Regions from separate parts of the Sus scrofa genome. Here all the other regions are linked to region 2. Evidence: chromatin contacts called from public Hi-C and promoter capture Hi-C data. All regions are on one chromosome and are shown on one strand. Each heading gives the region's core, a stretch centred on a gene start, on an enhancer-like site or on the middle of the called end of the contact. The rest is flanking DNA. Distances are from core to core; before and after follow the strand shown.

Region 1 (3,623 bases), core at 824-3,323, 830 kb after region 2:
CTCTCTCTCAACCTCAAGTCCCCGAACATCTCTCTGAAGATTAATCCTACACGTGTCCCCAGTGGGTAAGAAGAGCCTTTCGCTCAGTCTCTCTTCCTCCCTGCAAAGGCCAGACTCCCGCAACCCCAGTGTTTCCTTCCACCTGCAGCTCCACCACTCTCCAGCAGTGGGATGACTTCAGTCAGTTCAACAAGAACCGGGCAGAGGCTGAGATGAAAGGAGCCGTGGAGCTGAGGGAGGCCATCGCCCTAACTATTGCCGAGGTGCCTGACCCCCTCCTGCTCCCCCGATCCTCAGTGGCCAAGGGACGGCCACAGCATGCACTCAAGCCTTTGTCTTTTGTTCCCTGTCAGCCATGTGGCATCCCACCCCTCACCTGAGCCACATCCTCAGATGGCCAGAGGCCAAAGCTTATACCTTCCCCTTGTCCTGCCTACTTCCTGTCCTTCAGACCAACAATGAACTCGAAGCCCAAAGGGTTGCAACGGAATTTGCCTTCAGGAAGCGGCTGCGGGAGATGGAGAAGGTGTACAGTGAGCTCAAGTGGCAAGAGAAGAATGTGAGCTTCTCCGCGTATCTCCTGGGGCCTGGACTTCCTGCTGTGGGATGAGGAGCCTGGGGCCTTGCCAGGAAGCCCTGGACTGGGTGCACCAGGTGGAGACCAGTCCCTCTGTCCCTGCAGACCTTGGAGGAGATTGCTGAGCTGCAGGAGGACATCCGGCACCTGGAGGAGGATCTGCGCAGAAAGTTGCAGAACCTGAAGCTATGCCATACCCGGCTAGAGACCAGGACCTACCGGCCTAATGTGGAACTCTGCCGTGACCAGGTATGAGGGCACCCCAGCGGGGCACGGGCTCCCTGGTGGAGCAGGGGTTCTGGCATAGGCCACCCCCTGGCCCATGGGCAGAAGGACAGCCTGGCTGACCTGGGATTCCCTCCCACCTGCTCCTCTACCTCCAGGCACAGTTCGGCCTCACTGATGAGGTTCACCAGTTAGAGGCAACCATTGCCGCCCTGAAGCAGAAGCTGGCTCAAGCACAGTAGGTTTGGGGAGTGAGCAGGAGGGGCGGGGAGACAACTCCCACCACCCCAGCGGCGTGCTGCCTGCTGGCTTCCCTGCTGGCTTCCTGACTCAAGGTGGGTAAGCTCAGCCCTGCCTGCCCAGCCTCATGTAGTGGTGGTGGGTTGTTAATCCTCCCTCCCCAGGGACGCTCTGGATGCCCTGTACAAGCACCTGGCTCGGCTGCAGGCTGATATCGCCTGCAAGGCCAACTCCATGCTGTTGGACACCAAGTGCATGGATACTCGTCGGAAGCTGACCGTGCCTGCTGAGAAGTTTGTGCCTGAGGTGGACACCTTCACACGCACCACAAACCGCACCCTGAGTCCACTCAAGACCTGCCAGCTGGAGCTGACCTAGCGAGGGGCTGAGAACAGAGGGGAAGGCTGGTGGGAAATGAAGTGGAGGTGGGGATAATGAGTCAATAAAGGTGGGGGGTTCTCAGTCCAGAGGGTTCTCTGCTACCCCTGTAGTTGGAGGAGCACAGGCGGGGAACATCATCCCTCAAGCTCCAAGTTCCAAATCCCACTCCTTCCCCTTTCTCCCCTCAGGGGGCCTGTCTCGACCAGGCCAGCACCCCTGGGCTCTAGCTGTGCGACCTCCAACAAGCTCTGCCCCAGTTGGACCCTAGCCTGCCCTCTGGATGCCTAGGAGAGGCCCTGAGGGGGCCAGGGTGATGGGGGGAGGGCTTGGGGATGAGGGGCACCCAGCCCTGAGTGGGGGCCATGAGCGGCGGCTGCCCTGGGAGGGCTGGGGTACCCGGGCACATAAAGGCCTCGGAGCCAGTGACCCTACAGTCTGGCTCAGTGCCCACCCCTGGGGACCCTTTAGTGGACGTCCCGTCCGACTGTGATGCCCTTTCCAGGGGTGGGGGATGGGGACTAAAACCAGAGGCCGAGCCCAATCGAACCAGGGCTGCGGGACCACCCAGGTCACTCGCGCGCGGGAATTATGACTCCGCGCCTCGGGGTGTCGCTGTGGGGCCAGGGAAGCGGCGCCGCTGGGCACGCGTCGGCCGCACCGGAAGTGGCTGCGGATCGGCGCGGATGGCAGTGGCAGCGATGACGGCGGCGGCAGCGGCCTCCGGAGGGGCAGGGGCGGCCCGCTCCCTCTCCCGCTTCCGAGGCTGCCTGGCTGGCGCGCTGCTCGGGGACTGCGTGGGCGCCGTCTACGAGGCGCGCGACACGGTCGACCTGACGTCAGTCCTGCGTCAGGTCCAGGACCTGGAGCCGGACCCCGGATCGGCGGGGAGCCCGCGGACAGGTGGGCGGGCCCGGACGCACTGGGGCACGTGGAGGCCAAGGGTCGCGAGGGACGCTGGGAGGGAGGGAACCGCAGCGGGAGTGAGTGGCCGGATCTGCAGGACTTGCGGGCACCTCGGACTCAGCTTGTTTAAATCCGAGCCCCATCTTCACGAGTCTCGCCCCAGACGTTTGCCGGTTACGGGCCTGGCAACCCCATCCTCCCGCGGTACAGGCCACGCCTAGATTGCCTTGTCCAGTAGTACACCCCTGCCGATTCGACCCGATTTACCCAGTTCTCCTGGATCAGTGCACCACCGGTCCATCTCCACGCAGCTGGGAGTGCGCATCTGAAAACAGATCTGATGGCTGCCTCCCGCGCGCGTGAAGCTCTGCAGTGATTTTCCATTACCATTAAGACAGAATCAAACTCTTTAACGTGCCATCTGTGGCCGGTCCTCCCCTGCGGCCCCAGTTTCATCTTGTACCGCTCTGCATTGCTGTCACATCGTGCTTCCTCTTGCCGAGGCCTTTGCATGTACCGCTGTCCGTTTGCCTGTAAAGCTCTCTCCCCTGGGCAGTCTGCTCATCACCCAGATCTCAGCTCAGTATCACAGCTGAGGTCAAGCAGAGAATGAGTCTTCTGGGAGAGCATATAGAATAGTAAGGGAAAAGGGCCACACCCAGAACCCTGAAGGAGGAAAAGGAGCTAGAGAAGGAAATTGTTTGATAGGAGAAGTGGGGAGATGCGTAACAACAAAACTCAAGAATTTCTGGACGAAGACACTGGTCACTGGTGTGATGGTAAAAGGGGTTAAGTCTCGGGAAATCTAGATTTAGAAAAGCATTTTCAGTAGAAAGTTGAACCTTAGAAGTTAGATTTCAGGAGTTCCCATATGGCACAGTGGAAACAAATCTGGCTAGGAACCATGAGGTTGCAGGTTGCATCCCTGGCCTTGCTCAGGGGGATCCAGCATGGCATGAGCTGTGGTGTAGGTTGCAGACATGGTTTGGATCCCGCATTGCTGTGGCTCTGGCGTTGGCCAGCAGCTGTACCTCTGATTCAACCCCTAGCCTGGGAACCTACATATGCCGCAGGTGCAGCCCTACAAGGCAAAAAAAAAAAGTTAGATTTCAGTTGTGTTTAGGAAGAATTGGAAAAGGAGAAGATAAAAGTATGGTTTGGTATGAAGAGAAGGAGAGAGATGAACTGTGGTTGAGAGTCAGACAGGATGTTGGGACAGTTTTATATTTTCATTTTGGTTTGATGTTAAGATGAGGGAAAAACATTTGAGGTTGAGGTTTTAGGACCTTTTAGGCGC
Region 2 (3,585 bases), core at 204-2,703:
TACTCTTGAAATCGAATAGGAAGACCTCCCTAGATTAAGCTCTATAACAGGACCTCATCAGCCGTATGCCGAGTATCCCCGACAGAATCAAAATCGTAGCAGACAAAACATAAGAGAGTGCTTAAGTATTAACAAGAAGGGAAAGGGACGGAAGTGTCATTGTCAACGACAAGACTTGCGCCTGCGCGCTTAGGACCGGAACTCCCTCCATCTCTCCAATCCTACATTTCACTCTGCTCTGGTTCCAAAAGTCCGCTAGTTTCAATACGGCGCACCATAGCTTAGCATCACCTTAAGGCCACCCCCGCGACTGCTGCGCCAGTCGGGTGGCCAACCACAGGGGCCTGCTAGCGGACCCACGCCATCCGCCTCCCGCTCCGGCAGCCGGCCCCGCCCCTCCTCGTCTCCCGCGCGCAGGCGCTCTTTCCGGTCTCCGACAAAATGGAGGGCGGGGAGGGGAAGGGAAGGGAAAAGAGGGGGCCGCCGCCATCTTAGAGAAACCGACGCGTAGGTCTGGGAGACACTCACCTCCGAGTCCGAGATCTTTTCCTCACTGCGGCCGCCGGGCCCGCCCGGTGGTGGCCCTTGGTGGTGCTGCTGGTGGTACGGCGGGTGGTGCTGCCGGCCGCCGCGGGGCTCCCCACCGCCTCGGTGCGGCGGTTTGGCGTGGCCGCCAGGGGTGCTTAGGCCCGGGCCGCCGCCGGGCTTCGGCCCGCCTGGCATTTTGCCGCCTTTGGGGCCGCCAGGTCCCGGGCCCTGCTTAGGTCCGGGGCCTGGGCCCCCTGCGGGTGGAGGAGGCGGGCCCCCAGCCTGAGGCGGGGTGGTGGGGACACCGCCGCTCGGCGGCGCAGGCGGAGGTGCCCCGGGGGGCGCCGAAGTGACGGCCGGCGGCGGGGTCGGGGTGGGGCCCGACCCCGTGGGGGCCCCGGAGGTCGGGGGGGTGGCGGGCGGCGCCGAACCAGAAGCCGGGGGAGCGTTGCCTACTCCGGGAGCCGGGCCGGGCCCCTGAGAAACGACGGGCTTGGACGAGTCCTGTGGAGGCGGCGGCGGCTGCTGATGCGGCGGTGGCTGGTGCGGCGGCGGCTGAAGCGGCGGCGGCTGCTGTGGTGGCGGCTGCTGCGGCGGCGGCTGTTGCTGTTGCTGGTGCGGAGGCGGTGGCGGGATCGGGGGCTTGGGACCACCCTGGCCCGGGCCGGGCCCCATAGGTCCGCGGTTCTGATTGAGGCCCATGCCTGGCGGCGGGGAGCGGAAATCGTGGAGGCCGCCGCGGCCGCCGCCCCCTCCGCGCCGGTGGAAGCCGCCACCGCCACCGCCCCGGCTTCGGAACCGATCCCGAGACATGTCTGTAACCAAGGGGCGGTCGAGGCAGAAGCGGAGAAGACGTTCAGGAAACGTGGAGGCCACCTTGCTTCTCACAAGATGGCGGATGACACAGGCGGCGCGCCGCCTTTGTCCTCCTCTTATATAGGCCGGCTGGCTTGGCCCCGCCTACTTCTGGATCAATAGCAGCAATAGCCAATTGCAATTACTGTACTTGATGACGCTAAGTTACGAGGAGTTAATCTTTCCTATTGGCTCCCGGATGAGAGGCGGGAGGCATGGAGTGGCTGAAGTTTCCAGTAAGCCAATGGGCGGAAAAGGAGTTGGCTGTAGGTGACGGTGATTTGCTGAGAGATATTTGAATGGGTTCGCCGGAGCAATTTTTCCCTTGGAAGCAGATAGCCAGGGCCCTATCAGCTCCTGGGGAGAGATGTTAGCAAGTCCTTTCTTTCTTGATTGCCCTTAAGAGCAGCCTGCTGATATCCTCCCCCAGAAAGAACCTACAGCCTCCAGCTCAAAAGCATAAATTAAGTGCCTGCTATCTTTTCTACCTTGTGCTGGGCCCATAAATTTAGAGAAAAATTTTTTTTTACCGATTTCGCACACTTGATCTTACTGATTTCATTTTGGAATCTCACTGGAGTACTGGTTTGTTCTAGCAGTAAAAGTGTCGCCATGGGCTTTAGTGATTGCTCTTTGTTCAAAAAGAAAGGCCTTGATTTTGTGTGTATACACTAATTTACAAACACATCACAGGAAGAAATGAACGTTTTTCTTAATTCTACAAACCACAAAACACTTTATGGACAGATTAAGATGCTTTAAAACTAGATTATTAATACAAAACAAATGAATCTTTCCACAGAAAAGAAACTCATGGACTGGAAGAACAGACTTGTGGTTGCCTAGGGGAAAGGGGAGGGAGGGAGGTGGACTGGGAGTTTGGGGTTAATAGATGCAAACTATTGCATTTGGAGTGGGTAAGCAATGAGATGCTGCTGTATAGCACAGGCAACTATATCTAGTCACTTGTGATGGAAATGATGGGGGATAATGTGAGAAAAGAATATGTATATATATATATATGTATTACTGGATCACTTCACACAGTAAAAATCGACAGAACACTGTATAGCAACTATAACAGAAAAAAAAAAATCATAAGAAATGTTTAAAAATGCAAATCAGGAGTTCCCGTCGTGGCTCAGTGGTTAACGAATCCGACTAGGAACCATGAGGTTGTGCGTTGGATCCCTGGCCTCGCTCAGTGGGTTAAGGATCCAGCGTTGCCCTGAGCTGTGGTATAGGTCGCAGACACAGCTCATATCCTGCGTTGCTGCCTCTCTGGTGTAGGCGGGTGGCTACAGCTCCGATTAGACCCCTAGCCTGGGAATCTCCATATGTTGCAGGTGTGGCCCTAGAAAGGCAAAAAGACAAATAAATAAATAAATAAATTTTTAAAAAATGCAAATCAGAAAAATAAAAACATAAAATTACAATATTGAATTATCTATACATATCAACGAAGGGGCAGAATCCAACTACTTTGAAGAGCATAAGCCATTTCCCTTGATACCTCTCTTAATGTCATCTATGGACCTTTGGGTGGATAATTCCTCCCTCAATAAATATTAGCTTATGACTCATTGTCGTCCTTTCTGATTCTGTTCATCACTTGACATCTATGTTCTCTACCTCCTCACCTCCAACAATCTCTTTACATCCTATATCAGCTATCCCACCCACATCATAGTTAATCCTATGTTATTGCCACAACATTCCTAAAAAGCACTATTTCAAACATCTCAACTGTCTGACATAGTAACTCTGATTTTTTTTTTTTTTTTTGTCTTTTTTGTTGTTGTTGTTGCTATTTCTTGGGCCGCTCCCTCGGCATATGGAGATTCCCAGGCTAGGGGTTGAATCGGAGCTGTAGCCACCGGCCTACACCAGAGCCACAGCAACACGGGATCCGAGCCGCGTCTGCAACCTACACCACAGCTCATGGCAACGCCAGATCGTTAACCCACTGAGCAAGGGCAGGGATCGAACCCGCAACCTCATGGTTCCTAGTCGGATTCGTTAACCACTGCGCCACGACGGAAACTCCAGTAACTCTGATTTTTTGACCTCATCAAAACCTGCAAACCATTAACTGTATCACTTTTTCATTATCTCTCATATTCTTATATTTATAACTTGTGTCACCCATTTATTTTTTGTTTTCATGTTTTAATGGCTGCACCTGAAGCATACGGAAATTCC
Region 3 (3,341 bases), core at 346-2,845, 890 kb after region 2:
TGGTCTTACTGCAGCACTCACAGGACACGGGTGCTCTCCTGGCTCCCCTCAGTCATCCTCCCAGGACTCGATGCTGCCGACCCATCGGATGCATCCATCGGACGGACGTGTAGGAAGCCTTCTGAGGCTGGCCAGAGAATGTCAAGTTGCCTAACTCCCACCGCTAGCATCCTGTGAGGAGGTACAGGTGCCTCAGTCTAAGGAAGGGCTCCTCAACGTTGGCACCACTGACATTTGGGGCCTGATGGGTCTTTGTTCTGGGGGTGGTCCCGTGCCTTGCAGAATGTTAACAACCCTGGTGACTAAGTACTAGATACCAGTAACACCCCTAGTTACGACAACCACAAATGCCTCTAAATATTGCCAAATGTCCCTGGGGAGCAAAACTGCCTCTAGTTAAGAACCACTGAGTAGGCTAATACCCTACACTGTCTCTTTGCGGGAGCTCCTCAAAGTCAATCCCCCACCATTAGACACAATGGAGGATTTCCAGTTCTAAAGCCAATCCTTCCCCTTCCGAAGAACCTTCAGCAGCTCCCCAAGACCTCCACTGTATAGATCATGATGCCAATTGGCATTCAAATCCTCCTACATAGGCCATCCCTGGCCTATCCTTTCATTTTCAGCCATCCTTCCCCCCTCCGCTGCCCTGGAGCTCTAGCTAATGAGGGTACCTCACTATTCTCACCTATATATGTCTTTGTCCCTGCAACAGTCTCAAGATTGTGTATGGGGGTGAGGGAGAACCATCCCGGAAGGCCCTTCCCCTGTTGGATTCTGTTCCTGAATTCTGAGTCTAGTCACTGCCTGGGTCGGGGTGGGCAGGTTCAGCTCTGGAAGATGCAGGCCCTGAGGCCTCTGACCTCCCAAAGGTCAGTCCTGGGCTCCCTCATCCACAGGGTGACCTCACAAAGGACAGTCCTGGGCTCCATCATCCCCCTGGGGATCTTTATTGTCAGATAGGATGGCTGGCAATAAAGATGGGGGATCTGCTTCTCATCTTAATGCACTTGTATTTTTGAAGCTCATCATCATCACCACCCTTATTTATTCCTATACGCCAGGCTCAGTACTAAGCACTTCATCTGCGTTGCCTTAATCACCTTTACATCGACCCCATGTTCCCTCAATATAATTATCTTCCTGATTTTATGTGAGCAAACTGGGTTTCAGAAAAGTTAAGACAGTAGCTTAAGATGACCAGCTCTAGTTGCAGGCTTTCTATCATTATCCTTTGCTAATGTTTTCGGACTGGGGAAGGTAGTATTTTCCCTCCAGGGCCCTCCCAAGAAGGGTCGGGCCCCCAACTACTCATTCCTCCCAGGACAGTCAGCTCCCAGGTGGCCTGAGACTCAGACTCTTTTGTTCCCAACCCTCCGCCTTGAAATGGCTGCTCTCTGGAGCTGCTCAAAGGAGGCACTGGCGGGAAAGGGGAGGGGGACAGAGGACAGCATATCGCTGGGCCTAATCTTTGGGCAACGGAGAACCAGACAACTGACCTTCTGGAGGTCAGGACAAAGGGCAGGGATGGGGTGGCCAGGGCCCAGCTGCGCCTCCTCCTTCCTCCCCTCTGTCAATCCCTGCAGCACCATCATCGATCCACCTTCCCAGCAAGCTCCCAGCTCTCTGCTCAAGCTGGGCCTGACTCGGCTTGAGGCCCCACCTCAGCTGGCACTAGCAAGGGGATTGGGGGATCGATTCCCCAGGCCTGGGAAATAGGACTACTTTGGGGGAGGGGAGTCAGAAGGGACTTATTGCCTCCTTCCACAGGACACAGGGGAGAAAAATCCTTTCGGAGAACCTGGAGGGGTCCTCTGATGGGGCTGGGGGTGGTTCAGAGCCTGGACCACCCAGTTTGGAGCCGGGAGAGACCCAGAAGATTAGAGACTTGGGTAAAGCAGTGGTGCAGGTCTGTAATTACCCCAGAGGAGCAGGGAAGACACCAACTGTGGGATGATGGAGGAAGGGCAGGCGTAAAGGTTCCCGGGCCTCTCCCCACCCCAGCCATCACCGGGGGAGAGAAAGCATAGCCCTTTTAGGGAGCTTCTTGTGACCCTCCTTCAGGTCTCCCCACGTTCCCAGGTGAATTTATTGGAGGTGGGCTTGGGAGAGAATGTAGACTGGAAGCTGCCGCTGAGATCCCCAGAACCGGAGCTCCCAGGCTCCAGGGTGGGATTGGGGGTTCCCATCCCGGCTCCCCCCTACTCCCCTCAGTCCCAGCGGCGGGTGAGTCACCAAAGCGCTCCCTACATAGTCGGCTCACGCTGCGGCGCATACCAACGCGCGGCCGCGGGGGAGGCAGCTGGACGGGCGTTCTCCGGGTGTCGTGGCGTCCCCTCCACCGCAGCCCGCATTAGAGGCGTCCCCAGGCTCGAGGTCCCGCGCCCCAGGACGGGGGCGGGGCGCGCGCGCGGCCGCTCAGTGCTCCGGCGCTGCGGGGGCGGCTCTCCCCGCGTCGCACTTGGTACGCGCCGGCGGGGAGGCCAGGCCCAGCCCGGGCGGTACAATAGGGTTGGGCCGCGGCCGGGACTGGGCCGGCGACTGGCAAGGAGCAGAATCGCGGCCGGAGCCGGCAGACACTGGGCGGCCGGCGAGTCCGAGCCCGCAGGCCACCAGCCGAGTCAGCCTCGACCTTCTCCGGAGCTCCCTCCACCTCCGAATCGTTGCCCGCCGGGCCGGGCCGGGCGTGATGCGCCGCGGGACCCCTATCTTGGCCGCCGGCCGCCGCCGCCGTCGCCGCTGAGACCCCCGAGATACCCCCCCAGCCGTAACGCCGCAGCCATGGAGAGCGGCTCGCGTTCGGAGCCGGGTGCCGGCGCACCCCCAGGTATGCCAGAGGATAGATGGGAGAGGGGCATCTAGGGGCCTCGGGAAGGCCGAGGATGAGGCCGGCCCGCTCAGCGGGGACCCCTCCCTCGCCGCGCCCTCTGACCACTTGGAAGTTTAAAAATAAAGGCTGTGGCGGCGTCGGCGGCTCTGGGCCACAGACGCATCTTCTGACAGCTGCCCCCTCCCCCACCCCGGGCGCTGGGAAGGCCTGAGCGGCGGGGTCCGCCGGGACCCTGCTGTGGAGTTGCTGGTGACCCTTCTGCCCCCGTCCAGTGTCACCTCAGCTTCCCTGCCTCTACCCACCTTCCCAGTCCACCCCAGGCCTTGAAGATCTTCTTCTCCCGAGTGGGGCGTCTGTCCCCCTCCCCATCCCTGATGGGCACGTGTGACCCCTGCCTGGATGTGTGTGTCGGGGGTCCAGATTTTCAGGCCGGAAGCCTTGCATACCGAAGCCTAGGCCCTGGCGCCCCCCACGCCCAGGCCCTGGCCCAGACCTCGCCCCCACCCCATCC
Region 4 (3,613 bases), core at 181-2,680, 540 kb after region 2:
AGTATCCATGAGCATGCAGGTTCAATCCCCGGCTTCCCTCAGTGGGTTAAGGATCCTGTGTTGCCACGAGCTGTGGTTATGTCATAGACTCAGCTTGGATCCCGAGTTGCTATGGCTGTGGTGTAGGCCGGCAGCTGCTGCTGATTTGACCCCTAGCCTGGGAACTTCCATATGCCACAGGTGCTTGTGGCCCTAAAAAGACAAAAAAATTAATTAATCAATTATGAAAAAATAAGCTGTGTAATTTAACACATTCAGCCCATTCCAAAGTTCTATTTATATTTGCTTGCTGGCAGACAAACAAAAACAGATTCCAAAGGCCTAAGAAAGTTTGGAGGGATAAAGTTGAGCAAATTATGTCTTTTACTTCATCTTTTCTGTGAATTGAGAAAGTCTACCATGTTAAATTTTTAGTACTCTTCCCTGTCTGGAATTGAAGTGTGAGAAATGTTTGCTTTTCTCAAGGTCTTGGCTGCTAAATCTTCATCCCTGGAGAAGCACTGCCACCATGTGACAGGGCTTGGTCATGTCAGTCCATCTAGTGCCTGTAGTTACTCTATCCTAAAACCTTTTTCTTCTTTGCTTCATTTTAAAATTATTCAACGAATTGTTTAAATTTTCCTTTGGAATAGTGAAGTAATTACATCTTCTAGAATCTGCTTTCAAAAACAATTTTGTACTGTAATTCCATATAGTTATAAAGCTTCTCCAGGAGAATGCCTGCTTAGAGGCCAGAACTATTTTTCTTGCTTGATGTGGTGTACTCCCTGACCTTTAAAAATGGCACAGGACCTGACACATAGTGGATGCATAATAAATAATTGTTGAAAGAATGATTAAAATAAGCACAAGGAGTTCTCTAGTGGCTCAGCGGGTTAAGGATATGCTGTTGTCCCTGCTGTCGCTTGGGTTCCTGCTTTGGCACTAGTTCAGTCCCTGACTAGAGAACTTCTGCATGTCATGAGCACAGCAAATAAAATAAAATAAGCCTAAAAAATGAAACTAAACAAAATACCAGGGCCTTTTCCTGAGACGTGATAGCACACACACCATCAGCTATTTTGTAGGCAGAAGCTCCTTTACTGTAAATTTTGGCAACCTAAAATACATATCAAATATTCATCCACTCATTCAGCAAGACTTGAGTCCCTATTTTAAGCCTAAGCTAGACACAGAGAATACAAAGATAAATAAAATACAGTCTAGTTCTCAGAGAGCTTCCCATTGCTGTTTGAAGTTAGGCAAGTAAAAAGGCATGTGTAATAGAAATGTATACAAACAGCTGTGGGGGCCCTGATTTTGCCTGGGGCAATTCAGGGGGAGATGACTCCTAAACTGAGTTTCAAAGATGGATTGGAATGTTCCTGGCTGGCACGGGAAGAAGGCATTCCAGGTATGTGCAAGGGCTTGATGAAGCATGTTGTGTTGGGGAACTGAAAGTAGGTCAGGGCAGCTAGAGCACGGGGTGTGTGTTTGGGTTGTGGCGGGGGGTGGGGAAATGGCCAGAATTGGGAAGGCTAAAAGTTAAACAGGGAACAACAAGTCTGGAATGCTATGCTTAGAGCTTAGTTTTTAGACAGTCTGAATGGGCAGCTGAGGGTAGTGGTGGTGGAGGGAGTTATTAAGAAGGAGAGCAACATGGTTAGATGTATGCTTGAGAAAGATTATTCTGGCAGCATATGAAAGATGGATTGGAAGGGGATTAAACTGCAAGGAAGACCAGTTATCTAGGTGGGAGATTATAGAGACCTGAACTAGGTCAGTGATAGTAACAATAGAGAGGAGGAGATGGATTGGGGGAAAAGAGGCAAAATTGACAGGGCTTGTTGATGAATAATCTTGAGGGGCAAGGGACAGTAGAATCAATGTAAAACTAGTAACTCTCAGGTTTCTGGACTGGTGAATGCCAGACTAGGATGCCAATCACCAAAATTGAGAATACATACAGGTCACTAAATCTAAATACAGACTCACTTTAGTTTGGCACAAGTTAATGCAGAATAAAAGATTTCCCCTTCCTAGCTCACCTCTGTCTGCTCTTTGTCCAAATCGGAGCTCTCTCTCTTGGCTTTTCTGGTGACTGAAGAGGTATCCCGCAGGCACAGACCCTTCTCTTCTTTCCAGTTCCAAACTTCTATGTATGCAGCTCCCAAAACATTAACTCAGCAGCTATTAGTATCTCCTTCATATGTTTTTTCTTCAATTCCCTTTTCCTTTTCTGGCTACCTACCCAGGGAAAAAAAACATATATGAGAAATTCCTCTGGCCTGCTTTATTCAGTTTCCCATACAGCCTTATTCTTCAGTTTTTGTAAAAACTCAAGTGTTTTCACAACTCAACCCTCCCTCAAGCTTTATAGAAATTTGATGGCTTACAGTGAGAGTAGTGTTGGTTTATTTATTTATTACTTTTTTTTTTCTTTTTAGGATTGCACCCGAGGCATATGGAACTTCCCAGGCTAGGGGTCCAATTGGAGCTGCAGCTGTAGGCCTATGCCACAGCCACAGCAACACTTGATTTGAGCCCCATCTGCAACCTATGCCGCAGCTTGCAGAAATGCGGGATCCTTAACTCACTGAGCGAGTATCAAACCCACATCTTCATGGACACTATGTCGGGTTCTTAATCCCCTGAGCCACAATGGGAATTCCGAGTAGTGTTTATTTAGATATTAGCATCCCCAGCACTTGGTCAATTGTATCTCAACCACATATGCCTCAGCTAGTCTAGGGAGAATTTACCCATATATGTATGTTTGGAGGAAGGAGATTCTATCACAGAAGGACAAAGGGGATCTGCTCCACTCCTACTTTCTGTTCAGTTTCAGCACCTCCTTATGGGTAGTCTAGTGCCTGACCTTCTTCAGACAAGCCATGTGATTCAACTGTACCTAGAAGGGCAGAGTCTGATAGGAATATAGTAACTTCTTTAAGAACAATATAGTTGGAGTGGGGAAGGAACACTTCCTAAAACAGGAGGTGGTACTGGACAGACAAAACAACATCATTCCCACTGTAGGCCCAAAGGGTGGTCTTACTAGGGATGTTCAACCAGGGGATGTATCATGGTTGTCATAATGACCCTGCCTCTACTGAAATTTAGTGGGTAGGGCCAGAGTTGCTAAATGTCGGTAAGAAACACTGAAATAAGCAAAAAGAAAGAAGGAGAATATTTTTAGGTGGGAAAAATGGAGTGGGTAAAGGCATGGAGACAGGAAAGATCATAAGAGTTTCAGAGAATTGACTTAATGATGGAATGGAAGGTAGGGGATAAGATGTCAAGGTTGTTTAATTAAATTAAGCTCATTACAGAACTATAGAGTGTCTCTTTGGAGCCTGAATATCTGCTAGATACATTGAGAACAAAATTTCTGTTCTTATAGAGAACATAGATTATCTTGTAGCAGAATATAGACAATAAAAAATAAGTAAATATGTGTTCTCCGTGGCACAGTGGGTTAAGGATCCAGCATTGTCACGGTGGTGACTCCAGCTGCTGCTCTGGCACTAGCTCAAGAGAACAAGATAAGATACCTTTGAGGATAAAACACACATACAAATAAATTATAGAGCAGATTGTGATGTGTGTCAGGAAAGAGATGAGATTCGTGCTC

What was found. Promoter capture Hi-C pulls out the DNA fragments that hold promoters and counts their contacts. Hi-C and Micro-C count contacts between places; a contact is called where the count stands out from the background.
Region 1: a contact with region 2 is called in a promoter capture Hi-C map of liver, with 2.1 times the contacts expected there. The contact joins the promoter of ADPRHL2 here to the promoter of SFPQ in region 2. A contact is called at or near these places in 1 of 5 promoter capture datasets (liver) and 1 of 47 Hi-C or Micro-C datasets (skeletal muscle).
Region 3: a contact with region 2 is called in a Hi-C map of liver, with 8 times the contacts expected there. The contact joins the promoter of MAP7D1 here to the promoter of SFPQ in region 2. A contact is called at or near these places in 2 of 5 promoter capture datasets (fetal skeletal muscle and liver) and 2 of 47 Hi-C or Micro-C datasets (embryonic fibroblasts and liver).
Region 4: a contact with region 2 is called in a promoter capture Hi-C map of liver, with 5 times the contacts expected there. The contact joins the enhancer-like site here to the promoter of SFPQ in region 2. A contact is called at or near these places in 2 of 5 promoter capture datasets (fetal liver and liver), 11 of 47 Hi-C or Micro-C datasets (alveolar macrophages, embryonic fibroblasts, heart right ventricle and 7 more) and 2 of 2 datasets of contacts at active chromatin or transcription factors (alveolar macrophages and skeletal muscle).

The regions. Positions count from the first base shown.
Region 1 is chr6:92,236,394-92,240,016 of Sscrofa11.1, forward strand. ADPRHL2 (poly(ADP-ribose) glycohydrolase ARH3) reads left to right here and starts at 2,074. Exons shown (of 6, transcript XM_003127788.4): 1 at 2,074-2,323. The coding sequence starts at 2,107. TEKT2 (tektin-2) reads left to right here. Exons shown (of 10, transcript XM_005665212.2): 5 at 1-65; 6 at 149-263; 7 at 452-559; 8 at 683-826; 9 at 961-1,040; 10 at 1,207-1,732. The coding sequence ends at 1,420.
Region 2 is chr6:91,406,783-91,410,367 of Sscrofa11.1, forward strand. It overlaps SFPQ (splicing factor, proline- and glutamine-rich), which reads right to left and starts at 1,454. Exons shown (of 11, transcript XM_021095898.1): 1 at 529-1,454. The coding sequence starts at 1,341.
Region 3 is chr6:92,296,397-92,299,737 of Sscrofa11.1, forward strand. MAP7D1 (MAP7 domain-containing protein 1) reads left to right here and starts at 1,596. Exons shown (of 18, transcript XM_021095927.1): 1 at 1,596-2,827. The coding sequence starts at 2,782.
Region 4 is chr6:91,945,356-91,948,968 of Sscrofa11.1, forward strand. CLSPN (claspin) reads right to left here. Exons shown (of 26, transcript XM_021095923.1): 2 at 2,028-2,226. Among named protein-coding and RNA genes, the nearest start is that of CLSPN, 21 kb to the right of the region's middle. Within about 2 kb of position 1,431, at least 19 of the 83 cell types and tissues checked have an H3K27ac peak or open chromatin away from gene starts, as enhancers often do. A contact at or near this core is called in fetal liver, liver, omental adipose tissue and 1 more, where this site is marked.